Regions from separate parts of the Pan troglodytes genome. Here region 1 is linked to region 2. Evidence: chromatin contacts called from public Hi-C data. All regions are on one chromosome and are shown on one strand. The core of a region is the stretch at or near the end of the contact, and the rest is flanking DNA. Distances in the headings are between cores, read along the strand shown. Region 1 holds the start of ZAP70 (zeta chain of T cell receptor associated protein kinase 70). Region 2 holds the start of TMEM131 (transmembrane protein 131).

Region 1 (4,814 bases), core at 305-2,804, 290 kb before region 2:
GCAGTCACTAGACATGAGAGATGACGGTGGTGGTGGCAGCAAAGGAGCATTTGCCTTTAGGCCTCTTTTAACTTTCACAACAGCCTACAAGACAGGTACCATTATCCCCGTTTCCTAAGGGAGGAAACCAAGGCGCAGGGAGGCTAAGTAACGTGCTCACGGTCCCTCAGGGTTAAGTGGCAGAACCAGAAAAGAACCAGAAGGAAAGGAGATACAAGTCACCATTTTTGGCCTGGCGCGGTGGCTCACGCCTGTAATCCCAGCACTCTGGGAGGCCGAGACGGGTGGATCACGAGGTCAGGAGATCGAGACCATCCTGGCTAACGGTGAAACTCCGTCTCTACTAAAAATACAAAAAATTAGCCGGGCGCGGGGGCGGGCGCCTGTAGTCCCAGCTGCTTGGGAGGCTGAGGGAGGAGAACGGCGTGAACCCGGGAGGCGGAGCTTGCAGTGAGCCGAGATAGCGCCACTGCAGTCCGGCCTGGGTGAAAGAGCGAGACTCCGTCTCAAAAAAAAAAAAAAAAAGTCACCATTTTTCTGTACGCCCAGAGGGAATCCAGGAGGGGCCCTGGATGGACCTGTTTCCTTTGGGGCTCATTGCACTGGGGTGTGACTCCTCTCGGGCCTGCTGGAGCCTCCACCCCATCTCCCTGCTGCACGTCTCCCCGCAGTGGCTTGTGTTCTCTTAACTGTGCAGCCAGATTGGACCTGCTCAGCTCCAGGTGAAATGGACAGAAAGCCCATCCCTGCCCGGTCTGAGGATTGGGAAGCCTTCCTGGAGGAAAACACGCTTAATTGGAGACCTGAAAGAGGACTAGGAAATAGGCAGGTGAAGAGGTGTGGGCAAAGACCTGAGGATATGGGGGTGACTGATGAATTTCTTCAGAGGCTCTTGGCATGAGTAGAGTGAATGTTTACCCCAACCCGATGAGGCAAATGCACCGCAACTTTCCTAGCCCACATTTCCATCCGTTTGCCCTTTACTGTAAACATTCAAAAGATGCATCCACCTCCTTCCACTCTGGCAGAACAGAGGACCTTATCTGCATGCCAATCTCGGATTATCTGTAGCCCAATCTCAGAGCTGTCTGAGCACTGGGCTTTGTAGTTTCCAGACCAGCCTCTGGGACAGGAAGTGGGGGGCTCAAGGGCTGTAGGGCCAGTGCCTTGCAGAGGCTGGGAATCCCCTTCTCAGGACCTGAAGACCCTGGAAACTGGAAGCCCCCCACCCACACAGAGGCACCCTGCCCCATAGCTGGCTCAGCTTCCAGCTCCCTGGGGAGCTGGCCTCCTTCGGGGAGATATTTTACAACCAAAGTTTTCTTCCTTTATGTCCAGCAGCACGTGGGTGGGGTCAGGCTGCCTGGGCTGCAATCCCACCTGGCCACTTGGCATCTCTTAACCTCTCTGGGCTTTACTTACCTTATCTGGAAAATAGGTTGAATGGCTTATTAATTGTGATGTGCGTACAGCAATGTCTGGCACATAATCAGTGCGACTCTCATTATTGTAGTATGAATGTGATTTGATGCTGTAATTTCTCCTCTCTTCAGGGTGCCGGGGTCTTCTTCTCTCAATACTCCAAGAAATGAGTGTCCAGCATGGATGTGAAGGGATGCTTGCTGCACCTGGAGTTTCAAGATGCCGCTGGGGAAAAGGGAGGCTGCTAGCAAACACCATTTTGGAGGGGGCTGTATGAAGGAGAAAAGTATCCTAGCCTAGAGCCGGAACTCAGATTTTCTAAAGGGGATTCAGGCGGCCAGAGGATAGTAGAGGGCCAGAAAGGAGGTCCCCAAGAAGGAGGCTTCGGGGTAGGGTGTGAGGGGGTCCTCAGGCAGACTGGGGAGCTGAGCCTGTTGTAACCGAGCGAGTTACAGAGAAACGCCGCACTTTGAGACGAATTCAGGGGTCCTTTATTAGCCGGTGACTGAGAGACAGCTAGTGCTCAAAATTCTCTCAGCCCCAAAGAAGGGGCTTGATTTTCTTTTATACTTTGGTTTAGAAAGGACAGGTGGGGGTCTAGTTAAAACAATCTTACAGAAGTAAAGCAGGCAAAAAGTTAAAAGGATAAATGGTTACAGGAAAGCAAACAGTTCCAGGTGCAGGGGCTTAAAATCTATCACAAGGTGATAGACACGGGGCTTTGGGCGTTATCAACCGGACACAAACGCCGGGGCTCTGGGTGCTATTAACCGGGCGAATTCCTGGGAACTGCGGATATAGCTTGCCACAGTATCTTATCAGTTAATTGCATTCTTGGATGTGCTGGGAGTCAGCTTGCACAAGTTAAGTCCTTGAGGAAGCGGGGTGGGTAAGGGGCTGCAAATGAAAGAGCCAAGATGGAGTCTGTCTGGCTCTCTTAGCTAAGGGAGAGTCAATTCAGGTTAAAACAAGGTAGGGTATCACAAGCCCACTTAACAAGGGCAGCAGGACCCCAAGAAGAAAAGCTTTAGGAGTCTCCACAGTGGGCCCAGGGCAGTTCCACACAGGTCTCTGAGGCCCCACAGACAGGAGAGCTGTGACGACTCCCTTAGTGCCCAAGAAAGCAAGGAGGTGGTGGGCAAGAGGCTCCCAGAGGCCTTGGGGCACTAGAGGGGAGATGGAGCCGAGAGAGTGGCTCTGCAGGCCCCTCTCTGAGAGAGTGCATGAGGTGTGGCCCCAGGCCCAAGGGTGGGGGGTGCACAGGGTGAGGGAAGGGAGGAGAGGAAGAGGAGGAGGAGGTGGTGGCCACAGCGGGATGGCACTCAGCCAGGTTCAGCTTCGTGGGAAAGGTCCCAGGTGGGCCGGGCTAGCACTGGGGATGCCCTGGCTCTGTGTCTCGGTTGGGTGGCTGACTCCTCCTGGAACGCATCCCTGACATCCTCCAGGCTGGCTTGGGGATACTCTGGGGACACACAGTGCCCAGGCTTCCGGCCTCCCAGCCCTGGCTCCCTGTGGACTCAGCTGCCCCCCACAAGCCTGCGAGCCACTGGAGAGCAAGGGCAGGCTGTCCTTGCCATCCAGATGCCTGGCACAGGAGGGGTTCTCACCTTCGGGGTATGGGCTGACTCAGTGGGTTTCTCCTCCTTCCAGCTCTAACCTGCCTGTGGAATAAACAAATCACTCCTCTGGGTTGTCTAGCTGGTGCAGGCCCCAGGGCGACGCCCCTTTGAGGGGAAAATGGGGGCATTCCAGTTTCCATGAGCCCTGGGACTCCCCTCCTTCCCACCACTGCTGCCTACCCTCCGGTTCCAGGTATGCAGGCTTCCTCCCTTCTGACGGTTCCTGCTGCTGGAGTCGTCCTTCCTGAAACCCTGCCTTTGCTTAGCCTCATTCCCATCTCTCAGTCCCATCCTGCAGCTGGGCAGGCAGTGCTGGGCCCCGGAAATGCCCTCTGCCTCCCTGGAGCACGTGGCCTGTGATTTTCCTTGAGCACAGCACTTTGTGACTTTGATGTAAACATCAAACACAGCCCCCTTTCCTGTCTTCGCATCCAGGAAATAGGTTAGTTTCAGACAAGCCTGCTTGCCGGAGCTCAGCAGACACCAGGCCTTCCGGGCAGGCCTGGCCCACCGTGGGCCTCAGAGCTGCTGCTGGGGCATTCAGGTAAGCGGCTGTCCTCGGGCCTTCTGCCTGTGTCCTGCCACCAGGGCCACCCCAGGGGGCTCTGGGAGACCTGGCAGAGGGTGAACCCCCCCCATCCATGAGTGAGAAACCCTGGCGGGGTGTGACATCCTCCCCCGGAGTGTGTGCGGAGAGTGTGAGCGGCAGGGCCTCCCTCTCAGGCTGGGGGCTTGGGCTGCAGGGAAATCCAAACCGGCTTTGTAAGCCCCGATTCCTCACCCAGAACCGGCTCTCCATTGGCATTGGGACCAGAGACCCCGCAAGTGGCCTGTTTGCCTGGACATCCACCTGTACGTCCCCAGGTAAGTGGTGCCTGGGTGGAGTGGCACCTGGCCACCGTCTCCATGGTGGGCTGTGTCTGGAGGAGGAAGACAGAATATTAACTGGGAGTCAGGAGGTTGCTGGGAGGACCAGGAGAGCTGGAGGACTGGGCTGGGTGGTGACTGGCTGGAGATGGAGGCAGACGGGGCTTGTGGCCACGCTGAGGGAAGCAGCTCCCCCTCCAGAGGCTTGGCCGAGCGGGGCTGTTCAGGGTACACGGTGAGGCCTGCTCAGTCCCTGGGCTCCTGCTGGGCCCTGTTTGGCTGCATCCTTGGCTCTCGGAGGCAGAGAAACCTCCAGAGAAAGCGCATGTGCACTCTGGCCCCTAGGCCCTGTGAAGATGAGGGGGCTGCTCACCAGGGCCGTGAGCTCCATCAGCAGAATGCTGTGATTCCTGTGAGGAGTCCAGGGCAGGCTTGAGCCACTTGTAGGCGAGCTCAGGTTAGAGGAAGACCTGGAGAGAGAAAGAGCAAAACACTGAGTTCTGCTCAACTGCTGTGTGTTCTCGGCAAGTTGCTTGGCCTCTCTGACCTCAGTTTGTGCATCTGTTAAATGCACACGCAGATATGGGCACCTGGCAGGCGCCTGGTTCCTGACTGTTGGCGAGAGGCTGGGAAATGTGTCCCAGGTAGGAAGGATCCCCGACAGGAAGGAACAGGAGTTCATGAGGTGAGCAGCTCGAGATGATTCATTACTCTCGTCTTGGTTGGAACAGTAGGCAGACAGGAGGTGTTTAATAATGCCTTGCTGAGAGATCAGGGTCAGGGACTCCTAAGGTGCCACCTGTGAAGCTGCCTCCTGCTGAATCCAGAGCTTCCTTTTCCTCTTCACACCCGCCCTCCATCCTCAGCCCCACTGCCCTGGCAGTGTTGAGGGGGTGGTGTTGATGT
Region 2 (4,548 bases), core at 1,418-3,917:
CAAACTGAACTCAGCCATCTTCAGAAATCTGCCCAAACTTGCTGAAAAACTCAACAGTACCTTTTAGGACAAATACTGTATTTGTGCCTCATCAGATGCCAGACTCACAGTGTCACAATCACGTAAGAAAATAAATTGCTTTTCCCCTACTTACTCAGAAACAATACTGGAATATGATCAGTTTTAAAGGAGAAGCCATTTCTGGAGATACCTTCACAGAATATTTGATTAGAACCAGATCTGTTTATGATGGGTAGAGGCCTATGTTCTATATCAGCATCATCTCCATTAATATCTTGGATAACCTCACACACAAATTGTTCATACAGAAAAGCATGGGCCACAAAGGATATCTGATTCACCCAGGCCACTGGCTGATTCAACCACCCCTTTAATACATACTTAACACCCTGGCAAGTATTCTCCTCATCCAATCCTTACACACATTTATGGGTATTAGAGAGGTGCACTAACATGTATAAACTATGCAAATGAGAAATTAGCAAATATATTTTAGGCTGACAGTTCTCAAACAAAAGGTTTGTTTACTTAACTTTACCCAGAGTAAAGTTTTTATTAGCATATAAAATGGCTGTTGGAAAAATCAGCAGCAGTAGAAGGAAAATACAAACTTAATGCTTTACTAGATTCAACCATTATTTCAATTCCCTATGCTAAGGGCGCATGAAGACAGTCATTCACTCAAAGGCTAAGCGCCAGTGTGTCTGGCACTGTGCAAGGTAAGCAAAGGAACAGAAAAGCAAGGACACAATACCCACCAAGGTCTACTTGAAGTCCCACCCAAAAAATGTCCATTAAATTACTGCACTATTTTGGGTTCACTGAACACCCACTACAGGCCAAAATGCTAGGTGCCACGATCACACATAAGAAAGAACACTCAACTAACTGCAGATCTGTGGCCAATGATGTATTATGACAACCCCAGGACTGACTAGTCCTAAAGCGGCAATATTTTATTCTGGAAATAATTTTGCTTCCATCAATTAATCCTTTCTATAGACGACAATTCTTTGAATAATTTCCACCAATGTTAACTCAGACTAAGGTTGCTTAGAGAGTTAAATAAGGGAATGTAATGTGGACAAAAATAAAAGAAACAGTATACTGAAGCACATTTGCACTTTAATACTAATTTGGTTTGTATTTGCTTTTACCTTCAGCAACAATAAAAAGCAAGCGACTTTAGTCATAAAGTAGAATGTTAACTCTAAAGTTACCGTGGCAAGAAATTGTTTTCTTGTACGGGCAGTTTCATGTGCAATGCTAAACTAACAAGTTTTGCGTGGTTTGTTTTTTTTTTTTTTAAACTATTCACTTAGTCAATTCTTCATGAAGGCTCTGTGACCATTCACATGTCCCTTGGCTCAAAAAGAGGTAGTGTAGATGAAATTACACTGATTTGGTCTTCAAGATTACAAAATAATTTTTGACCCTGTCCAAGTACCCGTTTTGCAGCAGTACAATACTAATGAGATTTTTAAAATAGGGGCCAGCCCTTAACTGTAAATTATAGATAAATGCTTGCAAGCTGGCAACTTCACGTTTATTTTTAAAGGCTTTCACATCAAAGATAAAGGCACCGAATCACGTATTTTAAAATAAGAAATGTAAACAGGCTTTCAACAGCTTACTAAAGAGTTAAATGGAATTGTATTTAGGTCTAATAATAAAGTCATCAATAACGCAGAGACACTAAAGGAGGAAGCTACAGGACCAAGATTTCCCCTCGAAGAAATGTCTGAACAAATTCAAAGTGAAATTTTTTAAGCTGTGTCTCGCTATTTTTACCACATTTTAAAGTAAGCTCTGTCTGCATGCAACCAACCGCAACCAAGAAAACAGAAGTGTCCTAAAATGTACCTATTCGCCGCAATAAAGCCAAAAAATATGCCCCTCCTACCTAGCGGGCCAAGTGGCAAGAACGTACGAGAACTCAGGAAGTTTTGAAATGGCAGTGACAGGAGACGGGGGAAGGCACGGGAAGGAATCACGGAGAGCGAAGGCCACTCCGTGCGGCGGGCGCCGCGAGGTCCCGGCTCGGGACGGTACCCGACCGCCCAACTTCGCGCCGGAGCCCCGGCCGCGGCCCTTCCTCCCGGCCCAGCCCGCCCGGCCTCTGCGAGAGCGGGGTGACAGCCCCGCCGCAGGGACGCCGCCGGGGGACACCCACCTTCCTTCTCGGCCCGCGCCGCAGCCACTACGAGGGTCATCACCAGGTGCAGCGCTCCTAGGAGGCCGGCGGCCGCGCTCCGCGGGCCCCCGCTACGGGCGGCCGCAGGTTCCAGCCCGGCCCCGGCGGACGTGGAGACGGCGGCGGCGGTGGCTCCGGTTGCTCCTCCTCCCGCCCGCTTCCCCATCCCTGCCGGCCGGGGGCCGCCGCGCTCGAGGTCCGGCGCGGCCCTTCTCGGCGAGGCGGCGGCGGCGCGGAAGCCGTGGTCCGGGCTCTGGCCGCGGCGCCGGGAGCGACAACGGTTGCGAGCCCGGGGCTCGATCTCCGGGCGTGGGCCTGGGTCCGTGCGTGCGTGTGAGCGAGAGTGTCAGTCACGGTCTTTGCCTGGGCATCGCCTACAACCAGTCGGAGAGGAGAGGCCGCGGGTCAGGCGCGGCGGGCGGCCATACTGGAAACGGGCACGGGCCGCGAGCCCTGAGCGCTGGCCTGCGAGGGGCGGGGCGCGGCTCTGGGCACCGCCCACGCTGTGCCGACACCTGGGCTGTCCGGCGGTCAGTCTGTCCGCCCCGGAGCCCCCTGGGCCCCACCTCCTCGTCCCGCTCTCGGAGGCCTGCGGCTTCACGGCCAGACAGAACCAGGACAGAACAACCCCAGCCCGTTACCGCTACCTGGCTCAGGAGAAGGAGGGAGGCAGGCCCAGGTCCGGCTGCCAGGACTTATGATGGCCGCTTCTGCTTCGCGGAGGCGGTGACGGCAATCACGTGGAGACGGGGCGGCCTCGCTGCGCAGCCGCCGCGTTGCGTGGGCGGGGCAGGGGCGGAGTTGCGGGGCGCTGGGAGGCTTAACCTCTTCTCCGGCGCCTGGGCAATCCTCCGTGCTCTGTCCTACAGTGGTAGAGCCTTCCAGGGGTGTGAGTGCGCATGCAGACCGCGAGACGAGCGCGGAAGGTCCGTTCCAGTGACTCTTCCTGGTGGCACCCCCACCTCTCGGGCGCTTTGACGTCGAGAATACCCCGAGCCTGACTCAGTTCTTGGTGGTGCTTCCTTGAGGATGGTGGCCCGCTGAACTCATCCTTGGGTCTTCCAGATCATGGTACCCAGGAGGAGCTTGATGGAGTCCTCTTGCCTTGGCTTGTGCCCACATTGGCGCGGAACACCTCGTGTGCAGAAAGCGTCGGTGACTCTGGATGGAGAAGGCAGGGGCAAACAGACTGCTCTTTAGAGTATCCAGTAGCCGGCTTCCTCTCTCGAGGAAGAATTCTTTTTTTTCTTTTCTTTATTTTTTAATTATTTATTTATTTTTGAGACAGGGTCTGGTTCTGCCGCCCAGGCTGGAGTGCAGTGGTGCGGTCTGGGACTACAGGCACCCGCCACCACGCCACGCCAATTTTTCTTTTTCTTTTAAGAGACGCTGTCTCACTAAGTTGGCCGAGCAGGTCTCGAACTCCTGGGCTCAAGCAGTCCGCCTTCCTCGGCCTTCCAGAGTGCTGGGATCACAGGCGTGAGCCACTGTGCTGGGCCCGGAAAAATTCTTAAGACGTCTGTTAGCTTCACGAGCCATCTCGCGCCTCTTAGATGCCCTTTTCATCTTAGGTTGAGCTTCTTGGTGCGCATGGCTATTGTCTCCAAGACATAATTTAAGCTCTTGGAGGGGGTCCTTCTTTACTCATCTTAGTAACTTCCTCCCAGCTTCTAGCCCAGAGACATTTTACTTTCCTTAGCTGTATTTGTTGAGTGAGTCGATATATGTGTAAGGCCAAGTCTGCCCACAGTACGTCTCACAACAAGCTAGATAGGAAAATAAGGTTTCAGAAAGACAAAAGGAACTCCAGAATCTACTCTATGAAGTAGTCCCCTGTGTCAAGCAAGCACTTAAATTTATTCATAAATTAATATATATTTAAATATGACCTTACCCTAATGATTTTAAAAAGCAATTTTAGGGCAGGGCGCAGTGGCTCACGCCTGTAATCCCAGCACTTTGGGAGGCCAAGGTGGGCGGATCACCTGAGGTCAGGAGTTCGAGACCAGCCTGGCCAACATGGTGAAAACCCGTCTCTACTAAAAAATATAAAAATTAGCCGGGCGTGGTAGTTCATGCCTGTAATCCCAGCTACTCCGGAGGCAGGAAAAACGCTTGAACCCGGCAGGTAGAGGTTGCAGTGAGCCAAGATCGCACCACTGCACTATACCCTCGACAAGAGCAAAACTCCGTCTCAAAAAATTAATAATAAGCAATTTTACTTTTTTGAATATTAGCCTTAAAATTGAGTAGTCAAATTTTATTTTGATGTAATGAAATAGGAATAATTATCTCTAAGTTGGCGTTTAAAATGTCTGAGGCAAGAGATTTCT

Evidence for each region. Hi-C and Micro-C count contacts between places; a contact is called where the count stands out from the background.
Region 1: a Hi-C map of stem cell-derived neural progenitor cells shows a contact between it and region 2, with 3 times the contacts expected there. The contact joins the promoter of ZAP70 here to the promoter of TMEM131 in region 2. A contact is called at or near these places in 1 of 7 Hi-C or Micro-C datasets (stem cell-derived neural progenitor cells) and 1 of 1 datasets of contacts at active chromatin or transcription factors (stem cell-derived excitatory neurons).

What each region holds. Positions count from the first base shown.
Region 1 is chr12:25,449,371-25,454,184 of NHGRI_mPanTro3-v2.0_pri, reverse strand. ZAP70 (zeta chain of T cell receptor associated protein kinase 70) reads left to right here and starts at 1,554. Exons shown (of 15, transcript XM_016949044.3): 1 at 1,554-3,234; 2 at 3,477-3,585; 3 at 3,827-3,905. The coding sequence starts at 3,180.
Region 2 is chr12:25,164,708-25,169,255 of NHGRI_mPanTro3-v2.0_pri, reverse strand. TMEM131 (transmembrane protein 131) reads right to left here and starts at 2,667. Exons shown (of 41, transcript XM_515638.8): 1 at 2,195-2,667. The coding sequence starts at 2,381.